Linked DNA regions of Neogale vison: region 2 is linked to region 1. Evidence: chromatin contacts called from public Hi-C data. All regions are on one chromosome and are shown on one strand. The core of a region is the stretch at or near the end of the contact, and the rest is flanking DNA. Distances in the headings are between cores, read along the strand shown. Region 1 holds the start of SHCBP1L (testicular spindle-associated protein SHCBP1L). Region 2 overlaps NMNAT2 (nicotinamide/nicotinic acid mononucleotide adenylyltransferase 2).

Region 1 (4,584 bases), core at 823-3,322:
AGCTCAACCCCAGGACCCTGCGATCATGACCTGAGCAGAAGGCAGAGGCTCAACCCACTGAGCCACCCAGGCACCTCTTAAATAAGCTTTTGTATGTAGATCATTTGTATATTGGAGACAGCCTGTGGATTTAACTTAGAGGTCCCTCAGACCTGAAGAGAATAAAAGTCGGTGAATATTCCCCTTAATTTGTAGAATTTAACCCACATACTAAGTAAGTTCTGCAATGGACATAAAGATGAGTAGAACTGATCCTGGGTGGGCATCAAGGAAGTAAAATGCTAGGGGAGGAGAAGAACGGATACACATTTCTGTCAACCCACTGAGCAACCCAGGTGCCCCTGATTATACTTCTATAGCGGTACCATTCTTAAAACTTTTACTAGATATGTGCCAAGGACTGTGCTAAGTACTGGATATAAAAATGTATCTGTCCCTGTACATGAAGGGTTTTCAATGTTGATAATACTGTGCAGAAAGTACTCTGAGCGCACAGCGGAGAACAAGCTTAGTTCTCATGAGGGCTAGTGTATTGGAACCTGGCCTAGGAGAATTCTGACAGGTAGAGACAAACAGGAAGGTTATTCAAGGTGAAGAAAATAGCATGAGCAAGGCAGGACAATGGCTAGTGGTCAGATCCCTGGAAACAAGAGAAAAAGAAAGATACCCAGGACTTGAGATTTCTCAAGTTCAATTCTGCCACATTCAGGCAGAAGGTCTTTGTGAGAAACAAGACAAGGCCAGCAGGTTTTGGCCATAAAGCCCAGTGTGGAAACTAGCCCGTATGCAGGAACCATAGACTCTCTTCTACCTCAAAGGCCGGCCTAGCTCAGTGTCTGTGCAAGCCAGGCCGCCGCCTGCCCTTTCCACCTGGGAACCCGCTCAACAATCGTCCTCTTGTATCTCACCACTTCAATGGGAAGGAAGAGCCAATTCAAGGAAAAGCCTCCAAGAAGAAAGAAGGGAAATGAGTTTTTCAACCCCGAGATAGAGTACAGAGCTGGCCTCATGGAACACTCAAGGCCGTGCCAGTGAGAATCACTAACCAAATGCAAGAGTCGTTTGAACTGCTCTGGGAAAGCAGAAGCTGACAGAACATCAGATGAGATGTGCCACCGGCACGGCTTAAACAGCAGAAGGCCAAGGGCGCAGAAACTCCTTACCACAGACTGGTATTACAGCCCCATTTTGGCAAGGAAAAGGCCTTAAAGAGGAGGAGAAATTTACCTTGACTTCAGAGAAGTCAGAGAACCCAGGCAGTCTGGCCAGAGTCCATGCTCTCGACCATTCATTTTTCAATATAACTTCCGCAAAGACGTGAATGGAGAGAAAGTGCTGGAGGAAAAGAAAGCTCAAAGACATGAGCCCAGTGAGATCAGCTACATGGACATTCAACAACTGTGCCTGTCTCCATCCCTCAAATCCCCTGAACCCCGGGCTTACGGAGAGGATGGCTAACGCTCCCTATGTCCCATTAATACCCAGAGCTAAACTCGACTGACTTCTAGACAGTAAGCTCAAGTGCTTGACTTACCTCTGTGTTAGAGGCCAATGGCTCAGAGGAGCCCACAGCAAGTCCACTTTACCAACATAGAGTTCTATTCTTATAACGTAGTCTGACAACTATGTGGAATGGATGCTCTGGTTTGCTTCCCCAAGCCTTCTTTTAGAACCAAGATATCCAGGGGCGCCTGGGTGGCTCAGTGGGATAAAGCCTCTGCCTTCAGCTCAGGTCATGATCTCACAGTCCTGAGATTGAACCCCGCATTGGGCTCTCTTCTCAGTGGGGAGCCTGCTTTCCCCTCTCTCTCTGCCTGCTGCTGCCTACTTGTGATCTCACTCTCTGTCAAATAAATAAATAAAATCTTGGAAAAAAAAAAAAGACTCAAGATATCCAATCTCTTGGACGCTGAAAACTCGCTTCTAAAGCCCTCTCTGGGAGTTACCCTCCGCCAAAAGGTGCTGCTGCTACTCTGCATCGATTAGAATGGCCAGGACACAGACACCACCAGACGCTGGTGAAGACGTAAAGCAACAGGAACTCTCATTCATTGGTGGAGGGAACGCAAAAATGGCACAGCTGCTTTGGAAGACAGTTTGGCAGCTTCTTCAAAGGGAGCTACCACATCAAGGTCATGCCTCCCTCTGTGGGCAGCTCACCTCCAATGACAGGAAGATGCATGGATGTAAAGGGCCATCCCCCGCCAGAACTCAAAAGGGCTATCCTAGCCCAGAGCTTCCAGGATGAATGGCTGAGAACTCTGTTGCAAACTCATCATAGTTCCACAGTTCTCTTTGTCCATTCCTGATTCCCTCCTTCTCTTATAGGTATCGTTCTCAAAAGCACCTCCCCAAATTCTCCTTATGGAAATCATTGTCTCTCATCCCTCCCAGGAGACCCAAGCTAAGACAAACAGTAAGGAAGCAGATTATAAAATGACATGCTGGAGCTGAATCACCTTCTAGACCACCATCAATGAGGACGCTGTCATTGGTGGTACATGGTATACTGATGACTCTTAGCATGCTATGTCATTGCAATTATTCCAACTTCTGCTGTGGGTGAGAGGGACGGGAACACCCTGGTGGTCCGATGTCAGGAACTGGAATGGTTTGGTGGAGACAGTGTTGTAAGGACGATGGAATCAATGTTCTCTTGCTGAGGATTATGTATTTACTGGCACAAGACAAAGAAATGGCCGAGATAACCAATTTCAGGTGAAGTGTCAAAGCCAGAAAGGCCTCCACTGCGGCACATAAAGAGACTCATTTATAGCTGAAGGGCAGATAAAACATGGGCTCTGGGGTTTTTATGAGGGTAAGTTCCAGGGATGCCTGGGTGATTTGGTCAATTAAGTGTCTGACTTCAGCCCCAGGTCATGATCTCAGGGTCCTGGGGTTGAGCCCCGCCTTGAGCGCCAGGCTCAGTGGGGAATCTGCTTGAGAGTCTCTCTCCTTTTCTTCCTCCCCTTCCCCGTTCATGTTCCCTCTCTCAAATAAATAAAATCTTTAAAAAAAAAAAAGAGGGGGGGATGGAGTTCCAAGGAAGGGTGAGTTCTCAGAGGCTGGATTGCTAAACCAGTCAGGCTCTGATTGGGAGGGAGAGACCCTGAGCCTTGGTATGAGGATATCGTGGTTGATGCAATGGGAGATACTGAATCCCCAGATTCCCCTGAATCCTCTGAGCTCACTTATCCCCACTGAAAGCTAGAGTCCCCCGTGCTTGCAGATGACACATAGGCTTCTGCCTTGGAAGACTACATGCACCACTGAGGGCCTACCCCACACCCCCTCCAGCCCACCAGTCCAATAAATAGGGTGAAGGCACAACCTAACCCAGCCAGAGATGTACTGCGTCCAGCCAGAGAGGACTGGCCAACATGTACTGGCATGACCGGGGAAAGTTTATGTGGGAGTGGATATGGAGGGTGCTAGATCAGAGAGTGGAATATCAAGTTAGATAAGGGAGAGTCTCTCGGTATGGTTAGAATTCAGCTACTTATACACATAACATACATGACTCTCTGTTTGTATATTTCTCCAACCTGAGGTTTTGCCCCAGTTTGCCCCCTCTAATCCAGCCATACTAAGCTACCGAGACCAAATTCTTTTACCCTTCTGTAAAATCACTAATGACTCTCTGCCTGGAAAGTTTATCCTACTCCATCTCCCATTCTATTCCTAGCTTAGGTGTCTATAATCTACTATTTCATAACACATATCTGCTAATGGAAGTAGAAATTCATACACATCCTTTTTGGGAAACAACTTGGCAATACTAGCAGTCTTAAAATGTTTACACATCCTGACTTGGGAATCCCACTTTTCCCTGGGGGGTGAGTGTGGGGGATACAAAATACAGGCAAAACTTAAGTACAAATGTATCAAAATGGCATACTCATTATTATGGAAATTAATGTAGCTCAAACACCTAAAAGTATGGGTTTATGGAAATTATACACAGCTATTGGAAATAATGTACTTAAATAATTTGTAATAAGAAAATGCTTAGCCTAAATAAAAGATTAATTAAAAAGTTAATATGATCTAAACTATGTAATAATGTGATAGGAAAAACTATAGAAAGAAAATATTCCAAAATCTAACAGTAGTTATTGCCAAGCATTGGAAGTACAACTGATTTAAATTTCCTTCTATTTCAAAATGACACAGATATTGCTTTCATGATCAAGACTCAGCTTAAGTGTCACTTCTGGGAAGAAAGATCTTTTTTTCCCATAAAGGGGTTAGAAAAATATATATATATGTACACACACACTTACAGAATATATGCTTGCAGAATACACACACACACACACACACGTGTTTTTTAAAAAATTTTTTAAAGACTTTATTCATCCATTTGACAGAAAGAGAGAGATCACAAGTAGGTAGAGAGACAGGCAGAGAGAGAGGGGGAAGCAGGTTCCCTGCTGAGCAGAGAGTCTGACGTGGGTCTCCATCCCAGGACCTTGGGATCATGACCTGAGCCAAAGGCAGAGGTTTAACCCACCAAGCCACCCAGGCACCCCTAAATACGTTTTTAATATCAGGGTCCTTACCCAACACAATCATCTATTAACC
Region 2 (4,584 bases), core at 778-3,277, 290 kb before region 1:
TTTCTATCCCAGATTTCTTCATTACTTGATGGCCCACGGGATAATTGTTGGCCACAGTCCTCTGTTTAGTGACCATGAGCCCAAACCCCTGCATCTGCCTGCGACTGGGGACAGGAGGTGGGGAGAAGAGCAAAGCTCCTTGGGAAGGCCACACGCCCTGGACCCGCATGTTCTTCAGAATCCTGATGATTCTGATGGAAGGAGAAAAGCCACACTAGTTCAGACAGGTATGGAGAGAAAACAGGAGTCTCTCCACCCTTTTGTAGAGAAAGCTCAAAGTGGGCTGGGAAGCAGCTGAGTTGGTCTGTCCCCCAGCGGGCTTTCTCCAACGGGTCACAAATTCCCCAGAGTCCATCTAGGTCTTGCAGTCGGGACTCCTGAATCAGTGCTCTCCATCCGGAAGTCTCACACCACAGCCAAAGGAACAACCCCACCTCCTAACTCATCCCTTGGGCATTTCCTATTAGGCACAAAGATCCATTAGCCCAGGATGAATTCTGACCTCCTCTGACCAATGACACACCCTTCCCCTTACATTCCAGGGGGAGAAAATTCCATACATATTCATCAAGATTCTCTCCAGGGGATACAAAAGAGCTGCTTGTGAGGCCAAGCATTGGTTTTTTCATTCTTGATTCCTGAGAGCAGTCAAGACCCCGGCTCCTGGGCTAGCCTTGGAGATCAGCAACTGGAGTTGGGGGAGAGGGGCCAGCCCTTACCATCTCTGGGTTTTTATTAGAGTTGGTCTCCCCTAGGGGACCTGATCTTTGCTGTGCGGCATCCCGGCGCCGGCACCGAAGCAGGTATCCAAGCGTGGAGCAGGCTCTGTGGGAAGTCAAGGCCAGAAGAGAAAGGGTCGGCCATGGACACACATTGCTGAAGCCGGAAGCTGTTACACTCACTCCCCTCCCACAGATACAATCAGTGGTCTAGGGCTCTTAGGCTGTCAGCTAGCTTTATCCATCATATTATAATGGAAGGCAGTCTTGCAAATTAATTCTGCTTCCAGCATTCTTTCCTTCAGTCAATCTTTCAGCTAATTCTTTCTGAGTTTTCGAGCCCAGGATGAATATAAGCACGTTGTTTTTCCTTAAGGCACTTGCAATCTAAAAATATCTTTTTTTTTTAATATTAGTTTTTTATAGTGCATAAAATAAAATTGTGGAAGGTTTAGAAGAGTTCCCGAAACTAATAAGCGCTCAAAAATGTTGCCTGTTATTCATCTATTGGTTTTAAAATAATCGTTGAATACCTACCAAGTGCCAGACATTGTTCTAGGGCTGACTGAGCAGGGAGAACAAAATAGACAAAGCTTCCCACTGTGTGCACTTTGCTTTCTAGTGGAGGAGAGAGACAGTAAAGACTTGGATGTTGTTCGTGGATTAGCTCAGTGAACCCCTAGCTCACTCCTGGGAAAGTGGAGGTGGTACCAGTCTTCAGATCTCATCCATAAAAGATAGTGAGAAGAATGAGAAATTTATATATTTCCTAGCAGGTTGCAAGAGGGGAGCTCTTGAGCTGGGCTTTGAGTCATGGGCAGGGTTGGGGTAAGTGGACGGAAAGATGGGCTTTTCGGTTCCAGAGAAGACTTTGAAAGATGGAATAGTTGGAGTAAGAGGTTCTGCGGAGATGGTTCTGGCTGGGGGAAATAGATAGTTTATCTTGGTCTTTATTTGAGAACCTTTTGACTTTTCAGCAAACAGGCCAAGTCATCCAGTTTAATGATTAAATGTATTAGCTGCTTTCAAATGGTATTTACATTTCAAATGAGCAAGGGGCAATAATTAACCCAAAGGAATGAAAATCTAAAGGCAGAAGCGGAGGCACCAGAGATGGGTGGGTAAGGAAATTGTGTTTTCTTTTTCTTTCTTTTTGTACTTCTTGAAACCCAGCATTCCACAAGCTGGCTCTAATTGGCTGTGCCCTACATCTTTCCAGCCAACGAGCCATGGGCTAACTGCTTCCTACATCTACCAGCTATGGGAAAACCACCAAAGAAAATAAACAAAGGAAGAGCCTGGGGCACTAGCCACTCCAGAAGAAATCCCAGGGCTCCAGGGCTCATAGAGCAAAGACAAACATTTGGTCTTTCAGGCTCAGATGGTTTTTATCAGACAGTCCAGCCCCAGCCAGGAAGCCCAGTGGACACTTCCACCCCAGGGGATTAGGCCCCCACACTGATAAAACCAACGTCGAATTTACAGGCTCTAGGGAAGGAGGCTTAGCTCCTATCTTGGAAGATTCTGGTTCTCGTGTGAAAGATACCGTTGGTTTGGTTTTCAAGCTTTTGTCTGAGTCTGGAATCTCTTGCCTTCTCACACCCCCCAAACTGGAAATGGGAATGGGGGTAATTTCCTCTGGGAAACCCCTTTGAAGGATCATTTATTTGCAATTACGAGAGACATTCTGGAAATGCCTTCTCACTTTCTCAATGCTGGTCATACTAACCTCTTTCCTTGCTTTCTCTCCAGAGAGGGACAGAGGCCAGAACAAGGGTGGGGGATTTTTTGTTGAAATGGGTGGGGCATATTTCAGAAGCCCCTAACTCACTGTGTGGCTCCGGCGGACACCTCTCCTCGCACGTTTTGCAACCCCGCTGGACATACACAAAATTATATCCTCCAGGGGGAGATGTGGAGTAATGAACAGAGGAAGCCCATGATAAACCTGGAGAAAAAAGAAAATACTTTCAAACCAAAAAAGTTTCAAGTCACTAAAATGTGAATCTGAAGAAACAGATCTCGAAGGGGTTTGATGTGGCAGAAAGAGCCTTTGTAGCAGACCAGAGTGGGTTCAAATCACTAACTAGCTAGTCTGTCTCACTGAGTCTTGATGTCCCCATCTGTGAAGGGAAGACTGAGGCCCGTTATCGCAGAAGACCATGTCGTGAGGGTTAAGTGTAATAATCAGGAAAGCTCCCCGTACTGTGCTTGGCACATAACAGATGGCTTAATACCTGTTTGTTTCCCTCCTTACTGATAGTCCCTTGTCCATTCCCGAACATCCTCATCTGGAGAAGAGAGCACGGTCCGGGGGACATGGTCAGGATCCTGAATCCCGATTTCAGAATGATCTTACAGAATATCTCGCCACTTAGGCTCGCCTGGGTAAATCAGTGTATATTGGATCCGGCTGTCAATGGAAGTCAGACCTTCTGTTTAAAACACTCTGATGACTTCTGTTCGCAACTGGAATGAACCCCATCTTCAAGCTGGTCCTCGTCTATTTTTCCTACTTCTCTGTGCTTCAGTCCTACCTATTCTGTTCTGTTTTTTTAATAGTTTTTCCTACCTCGGGGCCTTTGTACTAGCTGTGCCCTAACTAGGAGTGCTCTTACCCCAGATATCCCCGTGTCTGGCCCCTTCTTGTCCTTTTGGTTTCAACTTGAAGGTCATTGTGTTTTATATTCAATATTGTACTTAATTCCAGCACAGCATTCTTTTCTTTTCTTTTTTTTTTTTTTAAGATTTTATTTATTTATTCAACAGACAGAGAGCACAAGTAGGCAGAGAGGCAGGCAGAGAGAGGAAGGGAAGCAGGCTCCCTGCCAAGGAGAGAGCCCGATGTGGGGCTCGATCCCAGGACCCTGGGGTCATGACCTGAGCTGAAGGCAGAGGCTTTAACCCACTGAGCCAGCCAGGTGCCCCCCACATGCATTCTTATTTACACTTTGGTTTGTGGTCTCTCCCTCCTGGCAGGTAAGTGCTATGAGGACACTAGGTTTGCCCGTCTTATCGGGCAGCACCAGGACAGTGCCCCATTTGCCATATACACGACATGAGAGTTTATGGGATGAAAGAGTATCTCCTTCTTGGTTGGAGGAGCTTAGCCCATCAGAGAGTTTAAGTCCACCATGAAATGTGGCCCAGGCTTTCACCAGTTACTTATAAGGCATTAGCCACGACAAGGTATCAGCTACTTAATAGTAACCTGCCCTTATCCTTCACAGCAGCAGACACACTTGAAGTAATTAATCATTTGTTTAATGCCTCCTCCTGGGTAGTGATTGATCCAAGACAGGAAGCGTGTCTGTCTTGCTCAACCCTCTGTCCCTGGTGCCCAGGAAAGTACCTGGCTAAGAGCACAGGGTATCCCCAGCCCAGAGCATCCCGCACACAGTGCAGTTCTTGAAATTCAGCCTCCTGGAAAGATGGTGGTAACTTCCCGTTCCTTCCCGATCTGCCGCCCGGGTCCTCATCAGTGTTCTCTCTTTCTCAAGGCCAAGTTGCTTCCTCCCTCAACATGTCTCATATCCTTCCTTCAGATTCCCCACATATGGGGAAGCAGAGTCCACCCCCTCCCTCTTCCTCTTCCCATCCCCACCCCTGCCTCCCCTGGGGAGCTTTTGACCAGAGGATGAAAAGATACGATCAAAACATGGTGCCTGTGAGCCGGAAGCTGAAACAGGATGAATGTCACAGACCCGCACCCCAGGCCTGACCTGCCAGAGCCCAACCGAGAGAGCCAGGGTGTGCCGGCTGGCGGCGGGGGCAGGGCTTGGGGAACTCTACTCTGATCGCGCTGATTGTGGCAGAGCAGCATGGCTCATATTGGTCCGCATCTGGAAACGGACTTGCCAAGCGG

Evidence for each region. A called contact is a pair of places that touch in the nucleus more often than the background predicts.
Region 2: a contact with region 1 is called in a Hi-C map of muscle, with 6 times the contacts expected there. The contact joins the enhancer-like site here to the promoter of SHCBP1L in region 1. A contact is called at or near these places in 2 of 3 Hi-C or Micro-C datasets (fibroblasts and muscle).

Annotation. Positions count from the first base shown.
Region 1 is chr10:49,655,921-49,660,504 of ASM_NN_V1, reverse strand. SHCBP1L (testicular spindle-associated protein SHCBP1L) reads left to right here and starts at 2,072. Exons shown (of 12, transcript XM_044266135.1): 1 at 2,072-2,186. The coding sequence starts at 2,072.
Region 2 is chr10:49,942,589-49,947,172 of ASM_NN_V1, reverse strand. All of the region lies in intron 12 of NMNAT2 (nicotinamide/nicotinic acid mononucleotide adenylyltransferase 2), which reads left to right. Among named protein-coding and RNA genes, the nearest start is that of LAMC2, 75 kb to the right of the region's middle. Within about 2 kb of position 2,027, the one cell type or tissue checked has open chromatin away from gene starts, as enhancers often do. A contact at or near this core is called in fibroblasts, where this site is marked.